Regions from separate parts of the Mus musculus genome. Here regions 2, 3, 4, 5, 6 and 7 are each linked to region 1. The links are chromatin contacts, called in public Hi-C, HiChIP or PLAC-seq, Micro-C and promoter capture Hi-C maps. All regions are on one chromosome and are shown on one strand. Each heading gives the region's core, a stretch centred on a gene start, on an enhancer-like site or on the middle of the called end of the contact. The rest is flanking DNA. Distances are from core to core; before and after follow the strand shown. Region 1 holds the start of Adam12 (a disintegrin and metallopeptidase domain 12 (meltrin alpha)). Region 2 overlaps Dock1 (dedicator of cytokinesis 1). Region 3 holds the start of Dock1 (dedicator of cytokinesis 1). Region 4 holds the start of Dhx32 (DEAH (Asp-Glu-Ala-His) box polypeptide 32). Region 5 has its middle 59 kb from the start of Dock1. Region 6 overlaps Fank1 (fibronectin type 3 and ankyrin repeat domains 1). Region 7 has its middle 120 kb from the start of Gm35970.

What was found. Promoter capture Hi-C pulls out the DNA fragments that hold promoters and counts their contacts. Hi-C and Micro-C count contacts between places; a contact is called where the count stands out from the background. HiChIP or PLAC-seq counts read pairs in DNA pulled down with a chosen protein or histone mark.
Region 2: a contact with region 1 is called in an H3K27ac HiChIP or PLAC-seq map of oligodendrocyte precursor cells, with 3 times the contacts expected there. The contact joins the enhancer-like site here to the promoter of Adam12 in region 1. A contact is called at or near these places in 4 of 39 promoter capture datasets (the 3T3-L1 cell line, hippocampal neurons and liver), 1 of 484 Hi-C or Micro-C datasets (embryonic stem cells) and 4 of 115 datasets of contacts at active chromatin or transcription factors (VIP interneurons, embryonic forebrain, oligodendrocyte precursor cells and 1 more).
Region 3: a contact with region 1 is called in a Micro-C map of embryonic stem cells, with 5 times the contacts expected there. The contact joins the promoter of Dock1 here to the promoter of Adam12 in region 1. A contact is called at or near these places in 6 of 39 promoter capture datasets (the 3T3-L1 cell line, 3T3-L1-derived adipocytes, cranial neural crest and 3 more), 1 of 484 Hi-C or Micro-C datasets (embryonic stem cells) and 2 of 115 datasets of contacts at active chromatin or transcription factors (embryonic forebrain and embryonic stem cells).
Region 4: a contact with region 1 is called in a promoter capture Hi-C map of hippocampal neurons, with 3 times the contacts expected there. The contact joins the promoter of Dhx32 here to the promoter of Adam12 in region 1. A contact is called at or near these places in 7 of 39 promoter capture datasets (3T3-L1-derived adipocytes, embryonic stem cells, hippocampal neurons and 4 more), 1 of 484 Hi-C or Micro-C datasets (embryonic stem cells), 7 of 115 datasets of contacts at active chromatin or transcription factors (astrocytes, embryonic forebrain, embryonic stem cells and 2 more) and 1 of 9 other capture datasets (pancreatic islet).
Region 5: a promoter capture Hi-C map of the 3T3-L1 cell line shows a contact between it and region 1, with 8 times the contacts expected there. The contact joins the enhancer-like site here to the promoter of Adam12 in region 1. A contact is called at or near these places in 6 of 39 promoter capture datasets (the 3T3-L1 cell line, embryonic stem cells, hippocampal neurons and 2 more) and 1 of 9 other capture datasets (embryonic stem cells).
Region 6: a contact with region 1 is called in a Hi-C map of the N1E-115 cell line, with 4 times the contacts expected there. The contact joins the enhancer-like site here to the promoter of Adam12 in region 1. A contact is called at or near these places in 10 of 39 promoter capture datasets (the HPC-7 cell line, cancer-associated fibroblasts, cranial neural crest and 5 more), 1 of 15 datasets of contacts at CTCF or cohesin (the NIH/3T3 cell line), 43 of 484 Hi-C or Micro-C datasets (the AML12 cell line, the BV-2 cell line, the C2C12 cell line and 27 more), 15 of 115 datasets of contacts at active chromatin or transcription factors (craniofacial prominence, embryonic basal ganglia, embryonic forebrain and 9 more) and 4 of 9 other capture datasets (adipose tissue, embryonic stem cells, liver and 1 more).
Region 7: a contact with region 1 is called in a promoter capture Hi-C map of the 3T3-L1 cell line, with 10 times the contacts expected there. The contact joins the enhancer-like site here to the promoter of Adam12 in region 1. A contact is called at or near these places in 5 of 39 promoter capture datasets (the 3T3-L1 cell line, 3T3-L1-derived adipocytes, the HPC-7 cell line and 2 more), 2 of 115 datasets of contacts at active chromatin or transcription factors (embryonic forebrain and stem cell-derived neural progenitor cells) and 1 of 9 other capture datasets (pancreatic islet).

The regions. Positions count from the first base shown.
Region 1 is chr7:134,223,188-134,227,444 of GRCm38.p6, forward strand. It overlaps Adam12 (a disintegrin and metallopeptidase domain 12 (meltrin alpha)), which reads right to left and starts at 1,910. Exons shown (of 23, transcript NM_007400.2): 1 at 1,600-1,910. The coding sequence starts at 1,690.
Region 2 is chr7:134,707,420-134,711,676 of GRCm38.p6, forward strand. The region is part of intron 1 of Dock1 (dedicator of cytokinesis 1); the gene reads left to right. Among named protein-coding and RNA genes, the nearest start is that of Dock1, 39 kb to the left of the region's middle. Within about 2 kb of position 1,987, at least 37 of the 459 cell types and tissues checked have an H3K27ac peak or open chromatin away from gene starts, as enhancers often do. A contact at or near this core is called in VIP interneurons and oligodendrocyte precursor cells, where this site is marked.
Region 3 is chr7:134,668,706-134,672,962 of GRCm38.p6, forward strand. Dock1 (dedicator of cytokinesis 1) reads left to right here and starts at 1,982. Exons shown (of 52, transcript NM_001033420.2): 1 at 1,982-2,139. The coding sequence starts at 2,094.
Region 4 is chr7:133,775,082-133,779,338 of GRCm38.p6, forward strand. Dhx32 (DEAH (Asp-Glu-Ala-His) box polypeptide 32) reads right to left here and starts at 1,722. Exons shown (of 12, transcript NM_133941.2): 1 at 1,521-1,722. Fank1 (fibronectin type 3 and ankyrin repeat domains 1) reads left to right here and starts at 1,810. Exons shown (of 11, transcript NM_025850.2): 1 at 1,810-1,889. The coding sequence starts at 1,877.
Region 5 is chr7:134,609,427-134,613,683 of GRCm38.p6, forward strand. No RefSeq gene overlaps it. Among named protein-coding and RNA genes, the nearest start is that of Dock1, 59 kb to the right of the region's middle. Within about 2 kb of position 2,100, at least 34 of the 459 cell types and tissues checked have an H3K27ac peak or open chromatin away from gene starts, as enhancers often do.
Region 6 is chr7:133,873,470-133,877,726 of GRCm38.p6, forward strand. Fank1 (fibronectin type 3 and ankyrin repeat domains 1) reads left to right here. Exons shown (of 11, transcript NM_025850.2): 7 at 3,279-3,444. Among named protein-coding and RNA genes, the nearest start is that of Gm51500, 58 kb to the right of the region's middle. Within about 2 kb of position 1,797, at least 3 of the 459 cell types and tissues checked have an H3K27ac peak or open chromatin away from gene starts, as enhancers often do. A contact at or near this core is called in the N1E-115 cell line, where this site is marked.
Region 7 is chr7:134,525,543-134,529,799 of GRCm38.p6, forward strand. No RefSeq gene overlaps it. Among named protein-coding and RNA genes, the nearest start is that of Gm35970, 120 kb to the left of the region's middle. Within about 2 kb of position 2,084, at least 26 of the 459 cell types and tissues checked have an H3K27ac peak or open chromatin away from gene starts, as enhancers often do.

The DNA.
Region 1 (4,257 bases), core at 660-3,159:
ATGTGTTTGCATTTTCAAACATCCTCAACGACAGGACTTGGGGAACGGACTGAGAGTTGATTCTGAGACTCTTAAGTGTAAACACACCATGAACTTGGAATATTAAACCACAGTCCTTAAACCATTGCAAGTGTGTTGGCCCTACTGCTGGGCTGAAGATGTCTGCCCCATCCTGAGGCAAGGCTCTGTCTGCCGAGGCTGCAGCCTCCCTCCCGATGAAATAACTCCCCACTATTAGCTTTATTTAATAAACATTTGCCTCTAAAAAATATCAGCTGTGCTTGGACTTCTGTTTGTGTGTGTGGAGCACATGCCAAGTTCAAGGCCAATTCAGACATACTTTGAAACTGAGTTTACATGTTTCTAAGTACATTTGCTGTTCAACCTTCAAAGGAAACCGTTTGTACCAAACCCTCTCAAAAACACCTTTGACTGCGGTTTTCACCTGCAGGTCCCAGAGTTTTCTAAATAGTCGTCAGCGTTGTTGCCCTTTTCGCTGATGGTTGATATGTACAATTGTTTAATTTAATCACCAATTCGCCAAGTTGGTCTTTATTGCTGTGTAGGTATTTATGGGAGCTAGAATTTGGTTACATTATGGTAGACAGGCTGGGGGTCGAGGATAACAGTGACAGTTGAGAAATGAAATGTTTCGTGTTGGAAACAGTTGATGATGGGGGGCTAGCTAAATGCCTGATACCTAGAATCACAGAAATAAGAGTTGGAGGCCAAGGTGAATCATTCATTGGTGAACAGCGCCCCTAGCGGCAAAAGGGGCCGGCAGCAAGGGTGACTAGGGAAGCTCCCGAATTTTAAAAAGGCACCTGCTGTGAGTTCTCATTATACAAACAGGATCCACAGGTGCCCGGGCTTTAAGAAGATTCAACTCAGGAAAATACAAGTCTATAAAAACTCCTTTAATGTATGCACTTTTGTTTAACTCTGGAGTGGGTACTCGCGCTACACGAGGTCTTGGTGTAAGCCCTTACTTACCAAGGATGAGCAAGAAAGGGGAATGAGTTCTGTTAAAGTTTGATCCTTACTGACAATTAGCGAGTGAAGCCAGAAATCGCTAAGGGCCACGAAGTCAATTGAAACAAAAAAAAGTAAAGAGCGCTGCAGGTACACCTGTGATGGGAGGCCGCGGGGGGCGTCCTCTGCATCCCCCAGCTGTGTCAGAGCGGGGGTGGAAAGGAAACCTCGTGGGGAGTTGACTCCGAAGCTGGGTGAAGGAACTCACTACCCCACTGGATCAGGAAAACGACCCCACGCACACCCTCCCAGGAGACACGTGTAACTGTCAAGACACTGTGAGCCTTAGGAGCAAATGTCACTCCAAGACATTTCATTCAGACATTAGCTGCCTCAAGGCCCCCAAGCAAAGCGTCTTCTTCTCCCGTGCCACCCCAACCCAACCCCCGGAGTGAGCACCTGGCGGGGGACCAGTGTCAAGGCTCTGGGAGCGCGAGCCAGGGGGGTCCTCAGATGCGCCCTGGGTGCGTTTGCTCTCCCTGTGGCTGTGGCACTCGCGGAGACCCTGACTTGTAGCGAGGTGGCGGGGAGAGGACGCGCAGGCAGCCGCCTGTGCGGGTGACTTACCTCGGGCTGCACGGGGCGCCAGCAGGGCCCCAGCCAGGGCCAGCAGGAGGGCGCGGGCGGGGGGCGCGCGCCGCGCCGGGCGCTCTGCCATTGTCGCCGGCCTGGCGTGCAGCTGCTTCGGGGGCCCCGCGGCCAGCGCTGCAGCATCCCACGCGGGCGCCGAGCTGGGGGAAGTCCTACTGCCCTGAGTCTGCCGCGACCCCCTCGCGCAGCGCCCGGGTCGCTGAGCAGCGAGTCTAGCCTTTCATTTTTTCAAAAAAAAACTTTCTCCCCTCCCCGTGTGTGTGCGTGCGCGCGCGCGCTACTCTGGCACGAGCCGCCCTTGACCGTTGCAATAAATGAGCAGCCTGTCCGAGTTGGCGCCGGGGACCAGCGATCTGAGGGCGGGCCTGTGCAATGGATCCGCGGCCAGCAGTCGCCGTTCTCATTACCACGGAACAAATTAGCGTCTCCCCCGCACCCCGCCTTCCTGCGGCGTCCCGCGGGTCCTAGAGACCGCTCCGGGGTCCCCGACAGCCTGGGTCCTATCCACTCCCGGGGGTGGCTGGATGCAGGATACCCTCAGACCCCTTGTGCGAGCCGCCGCGTAGACCAGCTGTGTGGCGCAAAGGCGCGAGAACGCACACTTCCCAGCCTCAGGATGATGTGGCCGCGGGGCCCGGGGCGCCGGCAGCCAAGAGCACACGCGGCGCCGGGGTCCAGCTTTCCAGACTGAGGCTGGAAAGGATGACTGGGCTGCTAGCTGCTGGCTAGCTGGGAACCGGCGGGACGCGAGGAACAGGTCTGGTATATGGTGCACAGCCAGGCAGCCTGTGGCTGGACGTTCCAAACCGCCAAACCAGTACCTCACACCTCAGAAATAAGATTGAATTTACAGTAGCAGGCACTCGGGCACAGCGTTTTCGCTGTGGTGCTCTGGTTTTGATGCTGATAGATTGGCCAAAGTTTCCTTTCAGTTATCTAGACCCAGGAAAAGGTCCAGATACGTTCCAAACTTCACTGATCTTAAGGGGCACCTGGCTTGGCTGGTTAGAGATGCAAATTGCAGCCGGACTTGGTGATGCATGCCCTTCATCCTAACATTTGGTGGGCTGAGACAAGAGGGTTACTGCAAGTTTGAGGCCAACAAGGGGCTACACCCTGTCTGGTTCAACCTGAGCTACCAAGTGAGATTCTGCCTCAACAAAAAACCAAGATAGTGGGCAAAGCCTGACGGGGAGAGAAAATGCCAATTGCCAGGCAGCCTCCTACATCTTCAGAGTGAGCTGTTCTTCGGGAACACAGCTAGGCTAGCCCCAGTAAAGGGATGGAAGGCCTCACCTCAGGGTTATAGTTGTACCCTTCCCCGCCTTCTCATTGGCCTGACATATTCCTAATCGGACTCTTTGTGTTCCTGAGAACCAAGTGAGAAGCAGCAGGCGACAGACAGACAGACAGACAGACAGACAGACAGACAGACATCTGGAGAATAATGGCCACTGTGGTCCCTAACATGGGAACTTCTTAGAACTTGTAAGGGCTCAAGGGGATGCCACACCCATCCTGGCCAGTGAACCAGAACCCATCTTGGGCCTGGCAGTTTTCAAAGCCTTAGTTGATTACACTGCAGCTGGGGGTCGGGCCAACCACAGAGATTCTGTTCTGGTCCTACAGCTTCCCCTGTTCTGGGTCAGATCTACAGTATGAGGAGAGTCGGGTTGGGGAAGGCTGTGTTCCTGACCACCTCGCTGGAAAGTAGCCTTACTCTCCAGCTGCCTCTCACCAGCAGTGGTCTGCAGTAGTCTCTCACTTCAAAAATGACATAGGACCTTAAAAGTGAGAGGCCTCATATTCAAGTCAGAGCAGGCATCCTTTGAAATCAGCCCAGTCATCCATAGCCACCCTTGTGTGTCCTGGTATTTACGCAATCAGAATTAGCAATGTTACATTAGGGACTTGGGAAATGAAGCTGTAAAGAAATGTCTCTCACCTTCAAAGGCTCTTTGTTATTGTTATTGTTGTTATTGTTGTTTTTCTGTTCTGGTCAGGGCCTCTCTATATAGCCCCACAGCTGTTCTAGAACTCACTATGTAGACTACACTGGCCTCGAACTCACCGGAATGTGCCTACTTCTGCTTTCCAAATGCTAAGGCTAACTGTGTGTGCCACCACCCACAACTGGCAGGCTTTTCAGTCTTAGAGAACAATCCAGACATATGGATTTCATGTGATCTGTGATAAAGGGTCACCAACATCACTTCACTTTAATGTGCAGACAAAACAAACAAACAAACAAACAAACAAACAAAACAGCACACAGAGGAGCCAAGTGGCTTTCTTACACCCACACAGTGAAGAGTCCAGCCTCAGACCTGCCTTAGGAGCAGTGTGTCTTTGACCCTGAAATGCAACCTTCCCTCTTAGAGTCTGCTAAGTCTCTTAGGAAGAACTGAACACTGAGGCCTTGGTGAAGGGTCTTCCCACCCACCTGCTCCCTCCCCCAGGGTGCTCAGCAAAGATGATGGGGATTTTGCATCCTGGCTCTGCTGAGAGAGGTCCAGAGGGATAGGCTTAGAGAGTTCTGAGCTTAGTTAATTCCAAGACTGCTGAGATGTATGAGGGATGCAAAGCAAAAGACTTGGGAAAGATTTCCTTTGAGGCCGCCAGGACAGAATAGCT
Region 2 (4,257 bases), core at 737-3,236, 480 kb after region 1:
TGAAAACAATCCTGAGCGCTCCTGTCTGCTGAGCATCATGGCAGACATGCTGCGGTGCGTTTTGCTGTCTTGCTCTCGCCTGCCTGCCCTGGCTTATCTGCTCCAGCTTTCGTCTTATTCAGCAGCTACTCCATAAGCAAGCAAATAGGGTTTTATAGCCTCTCGCTAAGTATTTCTCATCTCTTGCTAAGTATTTCTACCACAGTGCAAAAGCAATTTTATTATGTGAGGCTGTATTTTTATAGTCAATTGAAACGACTATTAAAATATAACATTGCTTGTAGGGCTCACAACAGCTCTGCCCTTGCCAGCTGCAGAGTCCTGGAAATAGAGGCCTTCTGGGGAATCAGGGCCTGTACCTTGGGCCTGAGGTCTGTGCCTGCTTGTGGGCCCTCCATGTTTGTTACTTGTCTTGATGCTGGAACAACATAGTCAACAAGAGCATCTTAAGGCAACGTTTATTTTGGCTTATAGTGTGAGGGAATACAGTCCATCATGGTGGGGAATACCTGGTGGCAGGGGTGTGAGGCTGGTTGTGTCTATAGTCAGAAAGGAGAGAGGGAGGGAGAGGGAGAGGGAGAGGGAGATAGATACTGTTGCTTAATTTTGTGTTCTCTTTTTTTTATTACGTCCAGGATCTCCCACAGTGGGTGGGTTTTCTTGCTTAAGTTAACTGAATCTAAATAATTTTTCACAGGCTTGCCTATCTGCTAAGTAATTTTGGATTCCCTCTAGTGGACCATCTAGTGGAACATCACAGCTGAATCCAAAAGTTCCCACACTTAATTTAAGGCCTTGTAGTCACATCTTGAACTTCTCTCTGTAGTACCATATATGTAGGCTTTCCCTTTTTGACAGACCTTTCTTTTCTTGATCTTTCAAGTTGGTGGGTGGTCGGCCCGTTCATAGTGTTAAGCCCACGTCAGTGAAATCATTTGGCAATTCTTTTTTTTTTGGGCTTTGGAAGCTGCACAGTAGGTTACCCAGGGTGGTCTGGTACTTGTATAGACTATGCTAGCAATTCTCCTGCCTCAGCCTTTTGAGTGCCAGGATGACAGGTGCAGGCTGCCATTCTCAGTTCCATGGTAATTCTATGCTTAATTTTTGGAAGAGCTGTCCAGGTGGCTTCCCCAGCAGCCTCTTTGCAGTATGCAATCTATCTGTAAAGGGTTCTGGCTTCTTCAGATGTTTGTATTATAACTTTTTAATTATAGTCATCCTGTTTTCAATTTACAGCAATCGTCAAATAAGAGACTGCACTGGTATTTTGCGATGGGCTCTACTACGTAGCCAGTCCCAGAAATAAGCACCATCATGGGCTGGCAGGGTGTTTTGTAAAATGCCATCTAAGGGATGTCCCTGGCAGGCCACTCTTTGTAGGCAGGGTCTTGCTTACTTTTTCAGGCTGGTCTTGAACCTCTGATCTCTCTGGTTTTGTCTCCTCAGCACTGAGGTTACAGCCATTTGTCACCATGCACCAGTCCCAGTGTCTGTCTGGGCAGAGCACTGTAGGCACGATAGGACTCTCCCCAGGTCTCAGTTGCTCAGTTCTCTGTGTTCATCTTTAATGTCCCTGTTACATAATGTTTGTGAGTGTTTCTTTGCCCTCTGTGTCCAGGCAGCCCACCACAAACACTACTCCCAATTATTGCACACTGTCTTCTCTGTGTTTTTGGGTACTCTCCAGGAAAGACAAATTTATCAAGCGTTTAGCTAAGGCAAGATTTGTCTTGTGTCCTCTGGGGGCAAGGGTTGGGCACTGGCTCCTCTCTCCACAGTGCTGGAGGCAGGTGTTCCTCCTAGGCCTCATTCCTTATATACAACAGACAGAAAAGACAGGTGCCTTGTCCAACCACACCAGGCCCTGGGCTTTCTCCCTCAGGCTAAGCTGGCATGGGTCCCTCTGAAGTGCAGGCTGTCCCCCTTCTCCTCAGCAGAGCATCTGGGACAAGCCCCAGCTGCCAGTGCCCAGTGTTGATTCTGCCTGGGAACAAGAGGGCAGTGTGTGGGCTGCTGGGCCATTAGCATCCGAGTATGCAAATATATCCCAGCCTTGCACCCCCGCCCCCTGCAGTGCCGCCCTTGCCTGAGCCAAAGTTTAGGAAATCCTGGGATTAACCCTGAAGAGTGAGGCTTGTTCTGGTTCTGACCTCTAGATTCTAAGAGTGATCTTTATGCATGGAGGCGCTGCCTCTTATAGTCCTATAAGTCCTACTTAGACATGCACACCCTCATCTGGGCCATAGTGACAGGGAAGAGAGGTCCTGGGGTAGGGCAGGGACCAGGAGGAGGATGGAGGATACAGACGTCTGGAGTGTCACATTCACCTGCCTTTGTGCTATGGGGAGACAGTTCCTAATTCATTCATTCTCTCTCTCTCTCTCTCTCTCTCTCTCTCTCTCTCATGCTGTGTGGGTGGGTATATGTGCCCATATGTATACCGATAGAGTGCCGAGGTTGCATTTGACATCTTCCTGGATCACTTTCTATCTTGGGTTTTGAGACAGGGTCTCTCACTGAACCCTGAGCCAGTCTCCATCACCCAGTTTCAGGTTTACAGATGTGTTCTACAAAGCCTGGCTTTTCTGTAAGTGCTGGGAATCCAGACTCAGATCTTCATGTTTGCATACTGAGCCCCGTTCCCGGCACCCCTGTTCCCTCCTTAAGCTGACAGTATTGTTCAGCAAGTACAGGCTTGGAGTGGCACTGACTGGTCGACCTCCTAGGCAACATCTCATCCTCACCCACGGGTGCTATGGTGGCTCTTGTCACTCCGTTTCACAGAGTGAGAAACTGCACCAAAGGAGCAGAGGTGGGGCTTGCGGTTGAGCTCCTGTTGGTCTTTCCAGTCCCAGTGCTGGTCTCAGCTAGAGCGAGGGGCCTGCTTGCCTTGAAGTGGAACCTTACAGGGAGGTAGCAGGAGGGAGGATTTGCTTCATGGAGGTGATGTGGAGGGGCCCTTTGTTTCTCAGGTGGAGGACGCATGTGCCTCCTGTCTTGCTCATTGGGTGCACAGTGGGACCATAGTGTGAAGGGAGCCTGCCCATGGTGGAAGGAGGCGGCAGAGGACTTGGCGTGTTGACAAGTCATCTTACTGAAAGAGGAATGACTGGGAACTGCTCTGAGCTCTGCAGCCTCTGTGCAGCTCCTTCATTAACACCCCTGTGTGCCCCACTTTATTGTTTATCTCAAAGAGGGCTTGATTGTTTTTTAATCTTCAATTTTATTTTTTATCAAAGCTTAGGAATGCAACACTACACAGGAGGAATTTCAACAAACTCTAGAGAGTCAAAATTCATCTCTGGGAATGAGAGAGTTCTGTCCAGAGACTGTCTGCCACCATTGCTGTTCTCTGGTTTGCAGGATGGGTGGGGGCAACCTCGGGCTTTGGGGGGCTTAGTGTTGCTCCTAGATGCTTTTACAGTGTGCAGCTTCTCCCAGAAGCTCACTCCCCTGGTCAAGGCTGAATTCCTATTGGTTGAAAGCAAGTTCTCCGAAAGGTTAAAGATGGAATTATAGTCTTAGTCGGAAAAGCTCCACAGCGAGTACCTTAGATGCCCTTCAGTAGGGAAATAGGTAAACTCACGGTGACGTAGTTTATGTAACGAAATGAACATGCGAGTATCACAAAAGGTCAGGTAAGTAGGTCAGACGTGAAGATAGACTTGTGCTTCCATGTATGTGACTATCACGGTGGGGTTAGGATTGTGGCCATATTTATGTCACCCTGAAGTCCTTGGTTGGTGTATCAGTACAGCTTTGTGAAACCCTGTGTGTTGGGTACTGTGAAGTATAGTTGTGAGGGGAGGGCACAGGGTGGTAGAGGAGGGAGTCATGTGAACAGTAGAGTCTCGGTAGTATTGTGGAGTGCAGCACTGGATGACACCTTCTGTATACTCTCGTTTATGCTTATTGGTTTTGGCTAATGACAGGCAGTGAACACAGAGGCACATAGGCAGCATTTGGTACTGACTTGTCAGAGTATTTAGGGACACTACTGACAGCATGTGTGAAGGTTTCTACACTGAGGTGACAGGCCAGGCCAGGCAGAAGGAGCCCTGGACACAGGCTTGAGGGGGGTGGTTCATGGGTGCCTTTGTGTTCTGATCTAGAGACTCATCTCTTCACGAAGTAGCATAGACTCTTCCCCTGTCTGATTGCTGGCTTTGCTGGTAAACTTCTGCACATGTAAAATTTGATCTATGTGCATAGCCTGTCATTAAGAAAGCCAGTTAGAAAGTGAGTGGGTAGAGATGG
Region 3 (4,257 bases), core at 732-3,231, 450 kb after region 1:
GTTTTCTTCATGGATTTCCAAAATCCCAGGAAGACCTAGAAAGCCCTTCTATCCAGGAGCATCTCCGTGGGTCACGTCTAAATAAGCCTTACTGGTTTCTTCCTTCCTTTAAAAACCAGCATTTCTTTCCACCCCAGGCCCCTTGCACATCCACTTAATTCCCCACTTCCCCTTACTCATTTCTGCTTATCCTTAAAGTCCAGGCTTAAGACAGTTTTCTCAGGGAAACTCTTTTGACCTAAAGTGGGCCAGGCACTTGACTCTGAGCACCCCACTTCTGGTTAGCACCTTTGGTTGCTTCTCTTTGGAGCAGGTGAGTTACTGGACCCCACCCTCAAGGCCTGAACCCTTGAGGTTTCGGATTTTAGTGAATGCTGGAGGCCACGTGGGAGGTGAGCCCTGGCAGCTTCCCTTTTGAGGGACTGAAGTTCCTTATCAGTGAAAGGAGCCTGTGACTTTCTATGAATCAGTGGCTGAATTGCTAGAAATCTTAGTTGTATATTATCTTGAACTGGGGAGGTTCTCTCTCACCTTCCCCATCCAGGAGCTCCTGGCTATTTAAGCTGCATTCTGGACGGGTTGATATAACTGCTCCAGGCTGGGGTGGCCCTGTCTACAGCAGGTAGGCACCTGACCTTTCCAATTCTAGTTGAGTTGGCCCCTCTCTGGCTCTGACATGCAATCTTACACAATGTAGCCTTCATTCTTTTAAACTTTCATTCCTTTAGTCCTTGAAGATTCCCAGGCTGGTGTCTTTGTCATTGTTTCTAGGATGCAAGAGAGGGCACACAGTAGAATATGCAATCTCATTTGCCCCTTCTAATAGCTTGCTGTGGACCCGAGGTCCCCTTGCACCCCTCCCCTTAGTTTTAACCTTTTCTTGGATTCTAATGAACGCTCAGGGTGTGTCTATGGGCAGGCCTTGAAGAAATCGGAAGTATTGCACTTGTGGGTGGCTGGCACTGGGTGAGTCTGAGACCAGCCTCCTTCAGATTAGAGTTGCTAGGAGCTGCTTGTTCTAAGCTGGAACTGGCTTCCTTTCTCTTCCCACTTCCTCTCTTTCCCCACTTCAGCAGGCCCAGTTCCTACTGAACGCCTCAAAGTTGCTGCAAACTAGGAGCCTCATTGTGCTGCTCCAGACCCTCAACACCCAAAGAGATCTGGGCTGTTAGAAACACCCAGGGGCTGCAAAGTCTTTTCCTAGGCTTCTCTTACCAGTGCTGACTGTACATCACCACTCCCATCAGCTACTAGGCACGCTCAATGCGCTCAGACCCTGGCAAAATGGGTGCCCACTTTGAATGAATGAATGAACTACGATGAACTCCTAGCTCTGCTCCAACGCTCTCCACCAGGTCAGAACTGGGGTTTCCGCACTTCACACCAGTGAGTACATGTGTGGTGTCTGACTATTTGTGTTAGATCCAGGCCTAGAGGGCTATAAGGATTTGTGGTGTGTGTGTTCGCGCGTGCACGCTTGTGTGTGAAAAGATAGCACTTTGTGAGGTGCAGGGTACAGTGTTCAGGATGGTGTGCGTGGTGTGTGTGTGTTGTGTGTGTGTGTGTGTGTGTATGTGTGTACCCTGTATGGTACAGAGTGCAGAGTGTTTGGGATGCTGGGTGCTCGGTGTTCAAAGTAGAGTGTGGGTAAAGAGTGCTGGATGCGGTGCAGAGTAGACAGTGCAGGGTGAGGACCATACAGTGCAGATTAGTAGGTGCGAGGTGCACGGTGTTTAGTGGAAAGTAGAGGATGTGAGTTGCACGGTTCCTGCAGCATGCAGGGCGTCCATGGGCTCCGGGAAGCAGCCTGGGTCCCTCGAGGGACCCGGCGGGCCGAGCCCCAGGGCACGCGCGCCTGGGCGGGCTACAGCCGGCCGCCGTCCCGCCTCTCGCCGGCGCTCCCGGCCTTTCCCATCCGGCCCGCGACGCTCCGCCCGCCCCGTCCCACATGACACCGCCTCCGCCGCAAACTTTTTCCTCCCCATCCTGTCGCGGCGGGGAAGGAATGGAAGATGGCGGCCTAGGCGCAGAGTTTCCTGCCCGAGCAGCGGCGGCAGCAGCGGCGGCTCCAGTGGGCTGCGGCCAGCGCCACCATGACGCGCTGGGTCCCCACCAAGCGAGAGGAGAAGTACGGCGTGGGTGAGCAGCGCGCCGCCCCGCGCCCGCCCCGCGCGCAACTTCCCCGCCGCGGCGCCCAGCCTGTTGCCGCGCGGTGCGGAGCCCGGCCCGCCCGGGGCTGGAGCCCGCGTGGGGAACCCGGGGACCCTCCGGGGTCCACCGTGCTCCTCATTCCCGCGCATTCGCTCTGTCGTAGTCCCGTGTGCTCCTGCGTGCGCGGGGCTCCCGGGGTCATTGTTTGTGTGCGTTTTGGCTTCTTCGGGAAACTTCTGTTTGGCATCCGGGACTCCGGGTGGACACTTTTCATTGTGCAGCGCTCGGATCTGTGAAGCCTCCTTTTCTCGCGTGAGGAGTGGCTGCGCCTCCCGGGTTGGGTCGGTGCCGCCTTTCCCGCCCTGGATGGTAGGGGACACTCAGGCGCTCCTGTGTCCCCGGGGCTCTGGAAACGGACCTCGAGGGCGGGGACCTGGTTTTGCCTTTGTCGCTTCCCTAGGGGGTAGAAGGAGTAGGGTTGCAAGCTTACTTTTGATCCAAGGAGTCCCGCTTTCCTCAATGGCCAGACAGTCCCAGAGCCCTGCAGACCTTGTCTCGCCCCCCAGCTAGCCCACATCAAAAGTCAGGTCTGTCTAGGCCTCAGGGCTCGCTGGCATTCCAGATTTGACCATTCCGTTTCCAGGCTCCTGCTCTCTTTTCCCTAAGGATCCTCTGACGCCCAGCCTCACCTGAGCAGAGACTCTGACTTGCAAGCAGGCATTTCTTGGGGATTTGCAAGCAAGCATTTAGGGGAGCTTGCTGCCTTCCACCCTAAGGGCTGCCTTGGGGCACTTTCTCAGCAGCTGTCTGTTCTAGGCATGCCTTCAGCACCGTCTTGCAGGCCTAGTTCATGTCCCAGCCCGCTGTCTTTGAAAGCTTCCCGGAGACTCCAGTCTACAAGGCCGTGTCCTTCCTTTGAACTCCAGTTACTTATTTCTGTAACAAGTAGGAGATGGTGGCCATGGGGGCAGGGCTGGAGAAGCCTAGGGCCCCTACCTCCACTCTAGGCCCACACCCAGGTTTGGAGGATTTTTCCCTGCGTTGTGAACACTGGAGCTGAGCTCCACCTGTGCTTGGCCGACCTTTCAGAGGCCCATGGCAGAGCTGGGAAGGGCTGTTAGAGTCCCATCTATTTAATTTGGGATGAGGGTCCTACTTAGGATGGCTTCAGGGTGTGGGAGGTTTTCTCTTGGGGTTGCCCAGGACTGTTGAAAGAACAGCTAGAAGAGTGGCAGGGGCAAGCAGAAAGCCAGATAGTCGGGGTGCAGTTGAGGAAGGAGGGCCCTGCAGAGGACTCCCGGGTAGTGGAGAAACTTGCCCCCTGTGCTTTACCCTTGTAGCATAGTAATGGGAGCTGCTGGGTTTGAACCCTGGCAACAGTGGGTTCACATTCATCCCTGTTCTGCTGCAACTGCCACGGTGCCTTGGGATTATTGGGGAGGGGAGTCTATTTCTTTGATTTTTTTTTGTTTATTTTTTTGGGGGGGGGACAGAGTTTCACTATGTAGCCCTGGTTGGTCTGGCTTCATACAGAGGTCTACTTGTCTCTATCACCTGATTGCTAGGTTTAAAGGCATGCATCCTCACATCTGGTGGGTCGTGTCGTCGCCCCCCCCCCCCCGCCTCCCCCCCAGCATCCTCCACTCCCTTTAAGTTGGAAGACTGTTTTGTTGCCATTTGGGAGAAAGAAATAGGCAGGCTGGAGACCTCAGCAGCCTTGGGAATGAAGGGTTGTAGATAGGAAAGAAAATGGCTTGGGAGAGGTTGGGGGTGGGGGTGGGGGTGTCGGGGGGGGGGGCAGTTAGTCCAAACCTAGTTTGTAGTGCAGGGTGGTAGTGAGGTGCATACCAGTAAAGTCGGAACTTGGGAGGATCAGAAGTTGAAGTTCATCTTCTGCAGCATAATAAGTTTGAGGCCAGTCTGCGCTACGTGGGAGCGTATCTCAAAAGGAAAAAAGCTGTATTTTCTAAGCAAAAGGCCAGAAAACATTTAGCAGTGGAAACACTGTGAGTTCTTTTGTTGGGTGTGGGGACTTCACTTGAGAGAGAGGGAAACAGACACAGAGAGACAGAGAGGAGAGACAGAGAGAGAGAAGAGAGAGAGAGG
Region 4 (4,257 bases), core at 472-2,971, 450 kb before region 1:
TCTAAGTTACAGGAACCTGAATTTCTCTGTTTGATACTTTAGCCTAGGAAGTTTGAGTTCTGCATAAATCACAGCGCTTGTCTGCACCCATTCGTAAGCCTCCTAGCTTTGACAATTCACCCTCATAGAGAGGGAAGCCTAATTTGGCAGAATATAATAAATGTCCATTTCCATCACAGAATAGATGCTTCTTGGATTCAACTAAGCTTTGAATGACTCCCTGGGGAAAGTAATTCTCCCCTGAGTCCTTGACAGCCACGCGGTAGAAATCTCTCTACTGGCAAAGATGAGTAATCACTTATATGACCCCAATAGAGCTGGCTGGGCCTTCCATTTTTCTCTAGTCCTGTCTATGGCAGCAGTAGGGGTTGATGGAAGGCCTTTAATGTCCAGCGCTGACCGGTAAATCAATCCTACAATTTCCTCTGTTTCTCCGCACTTCCTCATCCCTTTCTTATCTCTTCTCCATTTTTCTTCCTTCCTCTGCTTCCCCCTCTTCTCTCCTTAACCCATGACACTCTCTGAGGTGGTTTGAAAATTCTACACCATACCAGATAAAAATTCCTAGTGGGTTTTTCCCCCCTTCACACCTTTCTTAAAGGAAAACCTGGATCCTGGTCTTTGAAACCAGTATCCTACACAATTTGGCTGACTCAGTGACCCCCCTCTCCCCCCAAAAAAAATCAACAGGAAAAATGAGTATTGTAACACAAACACAAACACACACACACACACACACACACACACACACCAAACTAAACCAATTTCCAAGATCCCACAAGGGGCCCACAGCCTGAAATATGATAGGTGACAGTGGGGATGATAGACAGAGCAGGACTAGGGGAGGAACTGCCCGTAGTCTCAGTAGACAGCCTTGGCCTACTATAGAGGCAGGAGCAGCTTTCACACCCTCACCTAGGCAAACGGATTCGAACACCCCTCTCTGAAACATGTGGTGCAAAGAACGAGTCCTCCAGGAGGAGCTGAGAGCACCCATACTCGGAGTCTTAGGGTCATCCTAGCCTTGACCTGGGACAACATCCCGGTATAGGGTACCCACCCTGGAAAAGAGCTGCCACGCGCAAAGGCCGAGTCCGGACCATGACTTGGGGCAACATCCTGAAGCAATAGCCCTTCACTCTGGAGAATGGGTACTGGCAGGCAAAAGCTGGGTCCTCCAGCAGGAACAGGGTCTATCTCGACTCTCACCCGGGCATCTCCGGGTTCATCCGGACCCTGACCTGGACGGACGCCAGATGCAGGGGTAACCCTGACTCTAGCTTGGGGTTACGGCGGTGCAAAGACCGAGTCATCCGGCTGGAGCAGGGTTTGTTCTGACTCTCACTGGGGCGTCTCAGGTCATCCTAGACTTAACCCACCAGGGTCCAGAAGATCTCAGGCCGGAGCTCCGGTTCTCCTTCCGGAGCTGGGGGCGCCCTCGCCCTCAGCTGTGCCTGGTCGGGCGGGGCCGCAACAGGTGCGCGGCCTCCCTGCTTCCCCGCCGCCTGCCCTGCCGTTACCTGCAGCGGCGGCCGCCGAGGCCTCCCAGAGCCTGGGCGGGAGCTTCCCGAGCCCGGCCGACGTTCGCGTGGTCCCTAGAGGAGCTGACAGAGCGTTCCCGAGCTCGGGGCGCGGCTCTGCTGAAGCCGCCGCGCTCCCGGGTCGCGACCCCCCTGCGCCACTCCCGCCCGTGCGCTGCTCTGCGTTTCCACGTCACTTTTTGGTCCCTCCCTCTCGCCGTCCGCCGGGCCCCGCCCGCCCGCTCGCCTGCCCATCCCCGGTTGTCAGGGCAACCCGAGCGACGCCAGACGAAGACAGGCGTTAGGAGGGCGGCGCCGCCAGGGCTGGGCCCGAGGGCCCCCGGGAGCAGCTGACCATGGAGCCCCACAGTAAGCGGCGGGCTAGGGCCTGGGGTGCGAGCAGAGACCGAGCTAGCCGGGCCAGGTCTCGAACCCTCGGCTAAATGATCCACAGATTCCACAGAGCACGGCTGATGCCCTCACTAGCAATGGGCTTACGAATGGTTAATAGTGCTTCCAGTGTCTTAGTGAACCTCCATGGAGCCTGGGCCTTGAATTTATGTGTTCTTGCCTCTCTTCGATCTTATCCCTAAAGTCTGTGGTATATATAATTCATGTGCTTCCGCCCAGCATAAGATACATAACAAAAGTTTCTCATTCCTGTTTGTCTTAAATTTTCCGTTCTTTGTTATTGACTATTCGTGCGGATGCATGTGTTTGTGCACACGTGTGCAGGTGTCACACAGGTGCACATGCAAGTGTGCCACATTTGTGTGGAACCCAGAGGGGACATTCTGGTGTCTTTTCTTGCCATCCACCTTGGTTTTAAATTTTTATTTTATTTTATTTAATGTGTACAGATGTTTTGCCTGCATGTATATGTCTCTGCACCACTCATGTGCCTTGTGCCTCTACAGAGACCAGAAGAGAGAACCCAATCCCCTTGAACTATAATAAAAGCAGGCTGTGAGTAGGCTTGTGGGTGCTGGGTCCTTTGGAAGAGCAGTCAGTGTTCATGATATTTGAACCACATCTTCAGGCTCCCACCTTGGTTTTCAAGACAGGGTGTCCCACTGACCTAGAGCTCTAGTGAACTAGGCTAGGCAAACCGGCTAGCAGAACCCCAGAGGTGATCCTGTCTCCAGCTCTCTAGGGCTGAATCTACAAATCACACCACCACACTTGATATTTTATGGAGGTTCTGGGCATCAAACTTGGCTCTTTTACTTTCTGCAAGCATTGTTTGCGCGAAGTCATCTCATTAGCCCTGGTTTTTGTTTTGTTTTTAAAAATACTCTTAAGTTTGAGTTTGTCTCCTGCAGCCCAGGCTGACCTTGAGTTTAGGGCAAACTTCGTGACCTAGCCTCCTGAACCAGTGGCTCAGAATCTTCATGGCTCCACATTCTGAAAGTGCTGGGGCTACAGTGCTGTTTTTCATTTTGTTTTGATTGAAACAGAATCTCACTATCTCTCTGGCTAGCTTGGAACTCACTGTTTAAAGACCAGGCTGGCTTCAAATCCACAGGTCCACCTGCCTCTGTTTATGAAGTGCTAAGATTAAAGGCATGGGCTACCACGATGGGCTACAAAGTTGTGTATGATAGATGGCTGAAGATGTGTGCTTTAGAGTTGCTAGAACTGAGGTACCCTGGAACTCACCTCTCTGTCCACTGTTTTTCCCAACCTTTCCAGGGACTTTGTCCTAGGCTCCTTCCCTCCTCCCCACCCATGCTGTTTTATTGCCTCCTTTGTTCTTAAAACAAATACACTGTTTGACTTAGAGACTCCAAAGAGCTCAAACCTTGATAAGATTCAGTTTGATGCTAAAAAATAAATCAAATTGTCTTTTTTTGCATAGTTTCAAACATAAAATACTTAGACCAAATCCCATGTTCCTTAAGGGAAACACACACACACACACACACACACACACACACACACACACACACTCATTTCATAATAACAAGAAAATTTAAAGGCTTCCTCCCTTTTAACTTGCTGAATATAAAGCCTACAGGTTGGGAGTTACAGTTGCTTGGATTGGTAGGATTTTTATACAACATCTATCATTTGTGTTTAAAAGTCAAAGGATTGTACACTTTATCCAACCTGCTGGGAAAAAAATGAATATACAGCAATGTTAGGGATTTACTCTCATTCCAAACCGATGCCAGGCTGTGTGTGATCTTTTCCTAGAGAAAGTATCTGTGTGTGTGTGTGTGTGTGTGTGTGTGTGTGTGTGTGTGTGTGTGGTCGCATGTATCCCAGGCTGCTCTCATATTCACTATGTAACAAAGGATAACTTTGAACTTCTGATCCTTCAGAATGCTGTGGTTATAGGCCTTCCCCAGCCCCATGTGGTGCTAAAGATGGGATATCGATGTGATAGCTTTTTGACAAGCCCTATACCAACATAACTACATCCTTAGCTGAGAAATATATAACTTCTAAAGACAGCTTTATTTTCTGTAAGTATGCAGTACTGTTTAAAGTTGTACACTGCGAACTGCAAAATCTTCAGCCCTCGATACTTTTATTTGTTCTCTTTTCTGGTTCCTACTGTGTTCCCTGTAAGAACTGGGGGGGGGGGGGGGGTAAACACACAGCACAGTGCCTCGTGGGTCAGGCCAAGAGTGCATCGTCCCAGAGACCCACTGGGGAACTACTGAAACCTCCCATGGCTTGAAAGTGGGGAAGGGCAGAAAGACAGGCTTCCAAGAGAAGCATGAAATAGTTG
Region 5 (4,257 bases), core at 850-3,349, 390 kb after region 1:
AAAAGCCAAATCTGCATTGGAGTTGTCTCAGTTAAATGTTGACGCATGCGCCTAGAACCTTCTCCTTATTCTAAACTGCCTCTTCCCCAAACCACTGGACCCATCTCTCATATCTCCGTTTTCTCTCTCTCTCTCTCTCTCTCTCTCTCTCTCTCTCTCTCTCTCTCTCTCTCAGTGGTGGTAATGACACCACTACTTCCATATTGCCCCTTGCCCCATTTAATATCCCCATCCTACTTGAAATTAATCCACCAAGTTTCCCGTGATAAGGCAGGCTCTTCCCCAGGTCTGTGAGGCATCAAATGTGTTTCCACTCATCCCCCCTCCCCCACCCCAGGCTCTGCTTCCACGATCTTTCTTGTTCCCTACAGATGTGCTCTATCTCTGTCTTTCCCTTCTGGAGTCTCCTTTCCCAGCCTAAGAGTGCTTGGTCTTTTCCTCCTCCCCTCCATGATCTGTTCACTCTCCTCATCTTTCCAGTTCCTGAGTCGTATCATGGAGAGCCTCTCTGACCCTTAGTAGAATGGGGCATTATGGACCTGACACAACGACTGTTGTTGCCCATCAGTGTCTGTCTGCCATGGATAGCAATTGGTTTGTGGTGAGCTGTGATGCTTAAGCTGGACAGACTCCAGAATCATTGTGGAAACAAACCTCTGTGTGTATGTCTGTGAGGGAATTTCTAGATCGAGTTAGCTAGGCAAACCCACCCTGGAAGTGTGTGATCCCATCCCATAGGCTAGAGTCCCACACTGAAAGAAGGGGAGCTGAGCACAGGCATCTTTCTGTCTGCATCCTGGCTGTGGATGCAGAAGCCCTAAGGAGAAAAGAAACTGTTAAGTGGGCACAGTGCAGATTCCTACTAGGTTCTGGGCAATGCTGCCAGAATGAACAGGTTAAAGAGACCAGGCAAAGGTCACCCAGCAAGCAGACTCCTGACTGAATCAGCACTTACACATGGAATGAGTGGCCGTCTCAGAGCAACATGACCTCTGCCTGGAGTCAGTTCAGTCACTGGCTCAGCACAGTGCAGGTATTTCTTCCCAAGTAGACACGGCCATCACCACTGTGAAATAAAGCAGCCTGGTGACCACATGAGGCCCTTCCAACCCTGAGCATATGAACATTCTCTGTAGGGGGGGTGGGGGAGGGAATCACAAGACCCCTCCCCTTCCCAAGATCCTACTAAATAATGTTTAAGATAAGATCCTACTAATAATATTTAGCAAACATAACAGTACTAAGACTTCCTCCGAGTCACCCAAGCTTCTGAAGACTCCCTACTGAACACATTCGTTCTCCAATATGTACTTGAATGAATTCTTTAGTTAGTCTGTTGATGCCACATTTATCTGGAATAAATAGACACTTTCCTTTTTTCTTCTTCTTTTTCTTTTCTTTATCTCTTCCCTCCTTTTTTTTTAACATCTGATTAGGGTAAGTCAGGCAACACTCAGCTTTAGAGAAAGTGCTGAGTGGGACAGACCCACATTGTGCCCTTGTGCCTCTCAGTTTGCTTCAGCGCAGGCCCAGCATCCTTCCCTGCCTTCCTCGAACCTTTTTGATGCTATAGGCACATTCCTGGCAGGGGTGCTGTCAATCCTACCCACATGCTCTCTTGGGTGTTCTGAAATGACCAGCCATGGAATGATATAGTACATTCAGGTTCCCCGTGGTTTGGGATTTGGGGACCACGTTTCTCGAAAGAGAGTCATTTTTCCTTCATTTTCAGACAGCTCGCAACAATCTTTCACTTCAGCTACAAAATATCGATGGCTCAGCATTTCAATGTTGTGGGTTCAGTGTGAGCAAAAGTAATCGACTTGAGAGGCTCTGGGTTTCTCCGCATCCCCTCCCCTAGATCCCTGTCTCCACGCTACCACATGCTCCAGGTCTGACACTTCTGGGACAACTCTTTGTACCAAACTCAGCCAGCCTGACTCGCTGGGAGCCCGGGGGGAAAGCACCAGCTCCCACACCAAATATCACCAAAGAAATTTAAGCAGAAAATACCGACAAGGCTTTGTTTCCACGCAAAACTCAGCCCCGGGGGAAATTACACTTCGATGATTTATGGAATGTGGGTCTTTAGCCGTATTACACTCTGCGATGCCGACAAAGACAACAGTAATGTATAATTGATTCCACTTGGATCTCAGTGAGTCAATAAAGAACTTTGTTTATACATAATTTTGTTGGGCAAATCTCCCAGATGGTGCTGAAATGTTGCATTTTTAAGATGCTGAGCTTGGTCCAGGAGGATTATAAATTATAAAGATAATGTGTCTTTTGTATCGTTACAGCCATCTGATTGTAATCACAATTATAGTCACTGTGAAATCTAACTACATTCTATTGCAACATGACTCCAGACATTTTTAAAGCTTCATTTATTTAAGAGCCAAAAGTCAAAATAAGGGCTCCGGTAATCCCAACACTATACCTGCCATGCAAGGGCTGCTCTGCAAATTAGAACCTATTACACAAATAGAAATTTAATATTCTCATAACAGGATGAGACAGGACAAATACAGACTCTTCAATGGGATGTGGGTTAACTTCTGGCGCTACAGCAGATGGATTTGCCCAGGCTCCCGGGAAACTAACACCTTTTATCTCCACAATAATTTTCTACTATGCAAAACAGATAATTGATGCTTCTCTCAAAGAGGCAACCGTGTCTCTTTTATTGTCACATCGATAGATGATCACAAGGTTGAGAGAGCAGACCTAGAATGACATCGCTGAGAAAAACGTCTTTGGGGTATTGGTGGGTGACCGCCAGGACCAGGCTGGCATGCTAGTGTGTCCAAAACTGGCCTAAAGCATAGCCCATGTGACTCGCTCCCAGGGGAGGAACAGGTCCTGCATACTAAGACACTATAAACAGAGGAAGCAAACAGTCATTTCCAAAATGAGCCCCGAATGGAAAATTCCCTGAGCCTGGGTTCCAGATTGCAGGGATTGGCTTGCAATGAAGCTGTTTATCCCAAGGGTGTCTACCCACCTTACAGGCTCTGGGTGAGAAGGCTCAGGGATTTAGATATGAAAAGATGGTTAATGATTCTCTCAAGGAATGGCAGGAAGCCCAGGTGCCTCTGAACAGACCAGGAGGAGGCTGGAGCTGGGAAAGGGGGCACAAGAATAAGCAGACACAGTTTCTCAGACTTGACCTTGTATCCCTATGGCCTGCAGGGTGGCTGGGCTCAGGGGCTGTAGGGCTATACCTGCAGGAGTCTGATGCCTGGTTGGTGACCCGACCTAAGCATTTGTATTATTCGTTTCTAAGTCCCAGAGCTGCTGGCCTAGAAACCACACTTCAGGATGCAGCTTCAAGAAAAAGCATCAGTGTTCCATGTGTGGTCCTTAGACCAAGAGCCTCAGCAACCCCCCTCCCCACCCCTACCCCCAGGTAATCCTTGGAATTGTACAATCTCAGAACCACTAGAGACCGATAGATTCAGAATCCACTGGGAAGCAGACTCTCTGAGTGGCTGGTGTGCACATTAAAGTTTGAGAAGCACCGCTGGATATGATGTAAGGTCCTTCCAGACCCTGGATTTAGCTAATTTCATGGTCAGGTAGTTCCTGATGTGCAGGCGCAACCATATGCTTTGAAATTGGAATGTGGGGAGAAGCTAACCTCAAGTTACTCGCTCCCAGTCCACCCTAAACTAAAATAAATGTCACACGTGGTAGCACAAGTGCCAGCAACGTTAGCACTGAGCCAGCTGCATCAGAAACCACGACCTTCATTCGACTTTGAAGCGCACTTGAGATTGTGTCTATAAGGAAGGCAGCCACCATCTTAACTTCTTGATCTCTCTCCATCTTGATACACATCAAGACCTTAGACATTCATAGGCCTCACGAACATTTATGTTGTCCAAGGAGCTGCTGGCCAAGGACACATAGTGACACACTGCTTCTGCCTGTGGGATGAAATGTTCACAGTCCAGCTCAGGCCTACCTTCATATCAACTCCCTTGCTCCATTGTCTGTGGAACACAGCGCAACATCCATCCCCAGGTTCCTTCCAGAAAGGCCTCTGGCACAACTAGGAACCCAGATATTGCAGATCTCAGGTGTCTAGAGTAAGCTTTTTCTAAAGAGGGCCAAGTGATTAAAAATCAGCCTTGGCAAGTCACAGGTGTATATCTGTTTATCAGCCAATGTGGCTTGAAAATATTTGACAAGATTTAAAGGAAGGACTTTATGGTTCCTACCTTTGAGTCTCATAATCAGTGCACATCATGA
Region 6 (4,257 bases), core at 547-3,046, 350 kb before region 1:
TATATTTTATTTCATGATTGGATAGTATTTTAGGAGATACAGGTGTGATTCCTCCTGGCCCGCAGAATTCAAGAAAGACAACCACTAAAGACTCGAAACTTAATAAGGAGGTTTACTGATGTGGCTGATGCAGGATGATTAAAAATATCTGAAAACCTTTCATCTCAGCACTTGGGGTGGCAGAGGCAGGAGAATCTCTCTGAGTTCTAGGCCAGCCAGGGCTAAATATTGAGACTATTAAAAAAATGGTACTAACTGGTTAATATCTAAACATAGAGTAGAATAAATTCCCAAAGGAAAGAAACCCGATGGAACCATACATCTACAGAACTGTACTGAGAGGTCCAAAGATTTAAAAAAATCAAGCTAAGTGCCGTACTTCAGAATGGTAAGACTGTGGCGCCATTTCTCAGTCTTCTCAAATTAGCATATAGATTGAATGTAGCCTCAAATGGAATTATTCTAGGGAACCCGCCAAAACGATTGTAATTTATCTGAGAGAACAAATAGACGGTAATAGACACTAAAACTCTGTCAAAGACTATGGGGACAGATATTAAAATGCCTTAAGAGTTAAACTAATTAGAGAGGTGGTACTGTATAAGAGATTGGAAACAGATAAACAGGATAGACAGAACTTAATATGGTGGCAGAGGCGCCACAAAGCCATGGAGAAGGTACTAGAAATAGGCTATTAGAAAAAAAAAAAAAGATCCCAGCAAACAGCAAAGCTCATGCCAAGTGCATGGGGGACTAAGTGTCAGAGGTCACGAAGGACATTAGGAGGCAGGAAGTCCTCATCTGAGCTGTAATGCTCAGGGCACAAAAGTGGGGAGGCACTAACCAAGGAGAGTGCACAGAGTTAGGGGCTGTCTAAGGGAGCACTGAGGAGTGTGCAGGGAGCAGGGCACCCACATGCACATCATCAAGTCACACAAAGATGGGGTACAGGAGACAGCGTTAACTAGTTCACATGAAGTGCAATTAGTCTTGCTGCATAAAATACCACCTATATATTTAGAAATTAAGACGATGAAAGTGGAGTAGAATGGACATTTCCAGACAGAATCACTAGAGGCATGACGCAATGCACAAAATTTGGGAATATACATGGGCTAAGTGCCGATGGCTGGGGTCCTTCTCAGTGGTGAAGTGTTTGCTGTGTGTCAGTGAAAATTTGAACATCTATTTTTCCCATTTTATGTGAGGAAAAACACGGGGGTGGGGGGTTGGTGGTGGTGGCAGGAGCTGGGAGGAGAAGGAGAGGGCATTGAGTACGTGCTAATACAAAGCTCAGACAGGCCGTGGCCCCTCACAGGGATTCCATTCTAGGCCCAGGAAGTGGCCAGAAGTGCAATTAAGACTTTGCAGTCAGGGCATATTAGGGTGATAGGGGATTGAAGTAGTCCCAGTGTCCTTGTGTGGCCACTTAGGGACTGCTCTCTCCTACTTCTAAACATTTAGAAATGATGGAAGAGTAACACGGAGGGTGTCTGTCCATGCTCTACCCAGCCCTAGCAGGTGCACGCATTTGTCCTATTGTACACCCCTCCCACACATACCCCTGTGTGCTCCACAGTCACCTTCAGTGTGCACTCCTGAAGGCAAGGTCATCATGGTGGCCAAGCTGCCACCACACACTTGGGTACACCTCCCCGGTTCTCTGGTGTTATTGGCACTCAGTCTCTGCTTGTCCTTCTGATGCCACTTTGTGGTGGGGGCTAGGCAAGTCCTTGATGCAGTGTGTGCTCCCACACTGTGCCTGGTGTTTCTGCCTCTCGGGCGTCATTTTCTTTGTTGAGGACCTGTCCCCTCTCAGTTCTCTCCTTCTTTGTCCTTGCCCCGTCTATCCCTCTCTCCCTCCACTCGATGCTTCTCTCCATTCTCCCTTCAGTCTCTCTTCCATTCTCCTTCCCTCCTCCTCCTCCTAGCAGTGACATCTGAGTGAACTCCCAGCATGCTGTGTTCTGGGTTCCTCTCTCTTACCTTCCCCAGGAGTAGGGTAGCATCTGGCTTGCTCACCTAACCCTGTATTTCCAGTAAACATGTTTTCATGGTAAGGCTATTATAGGGTGCCATCTTCATTAGGAACTTTTAGAGCTTGTGTTGTTTTTCTGGCTCTGCTGTGGAGGTCTCTACTGGTGGCCATTCCAGGCTGGATTCTGATGGTGGTGGGGATAGTGAGATCTCTGTATAGTTTTATTTTCCTCGTGGCAACTAGAAAATAATCTATAGGTTAATAAATTCATATGCTCTGGCGATATCAGTTCCCACTAACATCTTAAAACGACCCAGGCGTGGTCCCTGCCCATCCCAGTTAACCAATTATGAGGTGCACAAAAGAAGTGTATGATTCCATATTGATTGACAGTCTACAAGGAGGAACTTCTCAGCAGCTGGAATGGACCAACCAGACTTTGCTCTCTAAAGGAGAGTGGCAATAATTGAGCAATCTTGTTTTAGAGCAAGGAACTGGTTTAATAATGAATGCTGACAGTCTGACTCCCTTTTGTATATAATCTAGATTTTGTGGATATTTTAAAATCCGATAATTTATACTCCCTTGTAGCCAATATTAATTTTCAAAGCACCTTAATATTTTGTGTGTGTTTGTATGTGCATGTGTATGTATCTATCAGTGCACATGTGCTGTGGTTCTCACGTGGGGGTCAGAGGACAGCTTGCAGAAGTCTGTTCTCTCCCTTCACAACGTGGCCTCTGGGGTTGAACTCAGGTCATTATGTTTTCCCTGCTGGGCCATCTTGCCAGCCCCAGTACTTATTTTTCAAGATTAAAACATTATCCGCACACCATAAAATGCACTGCTTTAAAATACATTCACACAGTTGCTCACCCATCGCCACCATGGGGGCCAGTTTCATGACTCTAGAAATATACAGAATATATCCCCCCTCCCTTCTTAGCCCTGGACAGCTAGCAGCCTACTTCTGTGGCTTCCTCCTTAGCATTTCCCAGATGATTCATGTAAATGGATCATGTGCTATGACTCTTTATGCCTGGCATAATAAAAGATGATCATATTGTTTTAAGATTTTTCAGACTACAGACAACTTCCCTTTCACGGCTGACCTGGCATTTCATTGCATGGATTTGACATTTTATCTATCAGTTGATGGGCATGTGTACATTTTATGTGAATAAAGTTTTTTATTTCCCACTCAGATGGCAAGTTTTTGGTTTACTGTGGGTGGATGGAATTTGGATCCGAGGTCGGCGGTGGGGCCTACAGTGGAGTCTGCTTCCTCTCTATGTTGCAGTCTCATGCTTGCATGCTACGCGGGGCACCTAGATGTTGTCAAATACCTCCGGAGACACGGAGCTTCTTGGGAGGCTCGAGACCTCGGAGGCTGCACAGCTCTGCACTGGGCTGCAGATGGAGGCCATTGCTCTGTGATTGACTGGATGATAAAGGACGGTTGTGAGGTATGGCCTCCTTGCTTCCTGGTTAGCCACACCACACTAGTCAGAACTTGAAACCGTCTTCTGGGATCTGGAGGCAGGCAGATGGGCGGGTGGGCGGGCAGGCAGGCTGGCCGACCTGGTCACTTGCTCTGAGAAAAGCCAGCCAGGAGTCTCCAGCTCAGGAGCTTGAAAGGCCTTGGAGGATCCCTGGGGAACTATGGTGACAGCCAGGCTTCATCTCAAGGAAAGAAAGTGGAAGCAAAGGAAGTGGGTGGAGCTCAGAGCTGACCCGTGTGTCTTTGCTGCTGCTCTGTATGTCCAGTCACTGCCGGTGTCTATTTAGTTGGTTGCTGAAGCCTTCCTAAGCACCTGCTACATGCAGGAGAGGCAGAGATGTGCATAGGTCTAGTAGCTTTCAAAGTTAGGTTCTTTTTATTCGTGGGCTTTCTCTCTCTCTGTCTCTTTCTGTCTCTCTGTCTTTCTCTCTCTGCACACATGTGTGATGTATACATGTTTATATGGATGTGTTCACAGATGTATGTGTAGAGGTCAGAGGTTGTTGTGTTGGGTGTGATTAGAGGTGGGAAGCCCTGGAAAGTTGAATCAATGGCCTCGAACTCCAAGCCTGGGAAAGTCTCATGTCCCAGAAGATGTCAGTAGATTTGTCTAGTTCATCTCAGGTGTAAGCGTGGGAAAGCAGGCCTCCTGCCCCAGCTCTCACTGGCTCCTGCCATTGCAATCAAAAAGCAGATTTACCCCAAAGGAAAAACCTTGGAAGTAAGAGAATTCCAGTTACCACATCCCTTGTTTCTTTATGCCTGAGAGACATTTGCA
Region 7 (4,257 bases), core at 834-3,333, 300 kb after region 1:
CCCAGATGTCATATTGGCCAGGAATAGGGAGACCCAAGAGCCAACCCGTACTCCTGAAAACCCTAATCTTCCCAGGACAGTAGACATTCACCGGCAGAGCTATGACCAATATCATCTGAGATAGGTGATATATAGGCCTGGAGATGACTTTGCTGTCTCTATCCCCAGGGACATTTAACAATGTCTGTTCCTATCACAACTGGCACCTGGGAGCAGGGCCAAGGAGGCAGCCTGACATCCTACAATGCCCAGGTTATATCTTCCTACAAAGAATGCTCCAGATCACTCAGACCCCAGTGTCAGCAGGGCAAAGGCTGGGGGCATTAACAGGATCTCATGGTGTCCTTTCGAATTACCTCATGTGATCTCAGAGGGATACACAGAACATAGTATAGAAGGAAAGACAGACTTTATCATAGAATAACAGGCAGCTCTCAAGGGTGACAAGGAAAAATGTAGAGGAACATACTTTAGGGGAAGGGGTGAACAGAGCAACCATTGTCTAGGGCATAGTCTTGAGAGATGAGAGTAGACAATAGTGAAAGGAACTAATGTCAGGGAAAACACACTCAAGGGGTAGGAGTAAACATGGACAGAAAGATCACTGTGTAGGGGATACTTGAGGGGTGAGAGAGGACATTAGTCAGAGGGGCCACTGTGCCAACCTCCATGTTTAGGTAGGATTTATCTTCTTTGGTGAAATGTATTGAACAAATGGCCTTCCTAGGAGTGCTTTCCTTCCCAGGTGACTGGCAGGCCCACTGGGATTGGTCAGGGGACCGACGATGCTAGATCTTTATTCTTTATCAGATCGCCTCGAGCTGGACAATATTTGTAAAAACTTTGGGCAGATGTCATGTCTCCACTCAAGGGCAAAGACAAAGCTCAGAGCCCATTCTTTTGAAGAGTAATCAGAGTCCTGCAGTTTCAATTCCAGGCCTTACAAGCTGCTCATTATGGGGTGGGGGGCTACCCAGTGCCCCTCAGACGTGCAGAAACCTGTCTAACAAGGCTTGCCTAAGATCTCCACAGGGATCACCATAAGTGAAAATACAAAATCTGCTCCCCACATGACATCACCATCACCTTTCAGAATTCCTTCGCAGAATTTCTGATCTGGTGAGTAACTCAGGAGCACGCTGCTGAGAAAGAAGGATTCCTTGAGGATGGCCTTTCAGATCAGTTTGTGAGAGGGAGAGAGAGAGAGAGAGAGAGAGAGACAGAGACAGAGACAGAGACAGAGACAGAGACAGAGACAGACAGAGACGACAGAGAGAGAGAGAGAGAGAGAGAGAGAGAGAGAGAGAGAGAGAGAGAGAGAGAGAGAGTGACAGAGACACAGAGACACACAGAGACTGACTCAGAAAAGAAGGAGGAGGAAGAAGCCAAGGAGGAAGAAGAGGAATAGGTGGGGGTGAGTTGGAGGTAGGGCTGGGAGGGAAGAGGTAATGGGGGAGGGAGTGGGAGGTGGGGGTAATTCTGAACCAGGTTAACCTGTACAAACACTCACACCAGGAACGAAATGACCTAAATCCCAATGACTGCCTCACTATACCTACTAGGCTAGATCTGTGGGAGTACCCCTGTATACAAGAAAGATACACTGAAGGTAACTAACTTAGGGAGAAAGAAGTTTGAGGGGAAGGTTGTTACCCTTTGAAAGACTCCTTCCATTTGCTTTGACTTGAGCTAGGCATTTTTCACATTAAATACAAGTTAACTGGGAAATTACATTTCTATTCTTTTATGATACCTATTAGGGAGATGAGAAAAAAAAATCTGCCATAAACAATAGAAGGCAGCATTATTCAGATGATGCTTCAACTGCAAGTTTGGAACACTGCCTGTGGCTAAGGAGGCCAAACTCCCAGTGTCCACGGCACAGGAAAATGACCAAGAAAACTGAGAACTCTCAGTGCTGGGCCACACTCCCAGGAGGACAATGGGTATTTCCCAAGAGCTTTCTCAGAAGCCCCTGGAACACAGTCACAATTCAGACTGCTGTTTCCAGCTGCATTAGGGCCAAGCTACTGTTGGGTAGAACCTGCCAATTTGCATTTCCGAGAGTTTCCCAGTGTTGCTGGATTCCACACCCAAGATCCATGGCTGTGGGGCAGAGACCCAGGCTTCCAATGTAGCTAACAGCTGACAATCTGTGGAGCTGACTTCTTCCTAGTTGGCAAGAAGCACCAACCAAGTAAAGTGAGTTTTTGTGAAGAGTGTGCGTGTGTGCATGTGTGTGCATGTGTGTGTGTGTGTGAGTGTGTGTGTGTGTGTGTGTGCGCGTGTGAGTGTGTGTGTGTGTGTGTGTGTGTGTGTGTGTGTGTGTGTGTGTGTATTTGTGTAGAAGCCAGAAGACAACTTGTGTGTCTTCTGCCACCCTCTCACTGGCCTGAAACTAAGCAAGTAGGTTAGGCCATCTGTCTAGCAAGCTTCAGGAATCTGTCTGTTTTCTATCCTCCTACTGCTGGTATTACAAGCACGAGCCATCTCTCCTGGCTTTCTATCTTCTTTTGTGTGGGTTCTGGGGACCAAACTCAGGTCTTTGTGCTTGATGGCAAGCTATTTCTCAGTTGAGCCATTTCCCCAGCCCCTGTGCCTCAGTTTTATATATAATCCATGCACCCCTTTAAATAAGATTTTTCAACAAGCTTTATAGAGAGAGGGAAAAATATTCACTGTATTGCGAAATTTTCCCTGTCCCTGAGCACCAAGGCTAACATCAACTGTAATGACTCATGGTATCATCATGTGGCCCTCATAGGACATAAAGAAGAGTACAGAGTCACTGTAGTATTCCGCCACTAAATTCCTATCTCCAGCCTAATCATGAGCAAACACCCTACATCATAATTGGCAATATTCTGTAAGCAACGATGTTAGGGACCACAATAGAAACTAGGGCCATTCCTCAGACTATAGAATAAGTGCCTCGGAAGCTGTATGCTAAGGGGGTCCCAGATTTAATCCCCAAACCCCAAAGGAACATTAATGGAAAGTCTGCAGCTATCTAACCAGGTGTATAGCTTTATTAACACTATGCCAATGCCAGTTTTCTATTGTTGACAAACATACTGTCATTAGATAAGATGTTCACTCACACAGGTGGATGGGGGCCAGGGCACCAGGAAGTCTGCTGGTACCACAACTCATCTATACAACTTTGACGATTTCAAACCTCAAGTTGAACCATGAGAGCCTTGGGACTATAAGAATTTCCTGATAGAACTCTGCACTAAACCCATCTGGTCCTGGGCTTTTTTTGGCTGGGAGACTATTAATAACTGCTTCTATTTCTTTAGGTGATATGGGACTGTTTAGATGGTCAACTTGATCCTGATTCAACTTTGGTACCTGGTATCTGTCCAGAAATTTGTCCATTTCGTCCAGGTTTTCCAGTTTTGTTGAGTATAGCCTTTTGTAGAAGGATCTGATGGTGTTTTGGATTTCTTCAGGATCTGTTGTTATGTCTCCCTTTTCATTTCTGATTTTGTTAATTAGGATTTTGTCCCTGTGCCCTTTAGTGAGTCTAGCTAAGGGTTTATCTATCTTGTTGATTTTCTCAAAGAACCAACTCCTCGTTTGGTTAATTCTTTGAATAGTTCTTCTTGTTTCCACTTGGTTGATTTCACCCCTGAGTTTGATTATTTCCTGCCGTCTACTCCTCTTGGGTGAATTTGCTTCCTTTTTTTCTAGGGCTTTTAGATGTGTTGTCAAGCTGCTAGTATGTGCTGTCTCCCGTTTCTTCTTGGAGGCACTCAGCGCTATGAGTTTCCCTCTTAGAAATGCTTTCATTGTGTCCCATAGGTTTGGGTACGTTGTGGCTTCATTTTCATTAAACTCTAAAAAGTCTTTAATTTCTTTCTTTATTCCTTCCTTGACCAAGGTATCATTGAGAAGAGTGTTATTCAGTTTCCACGTGAATGTTGGCTTTCCATTATTTATGTTGTTATTGAAGATCAGTCTTAGGCCATGGTGGTCTGATAGGATACATGGGACTATTTCAAGGAGAATGAAGACTGAAGTGTGGACACTATGCCCCTCCTTAGATTTGGGAACAAAACACCCATGGAAGGAGTTACAGAGACGGAGTTTGGAGCTGAGATGAAAGGATGGACCATGTAGAGACTGCCATAGCCAGGGATCCACCCCATAATCAGCATCCAAACGCTGACACCATTGCATACACTAGCAAGATTTTATTGAAAGGACGCAGATGTAGCTGTCTCTTGTGAGACTATGCCGGGGCCCAGCAAA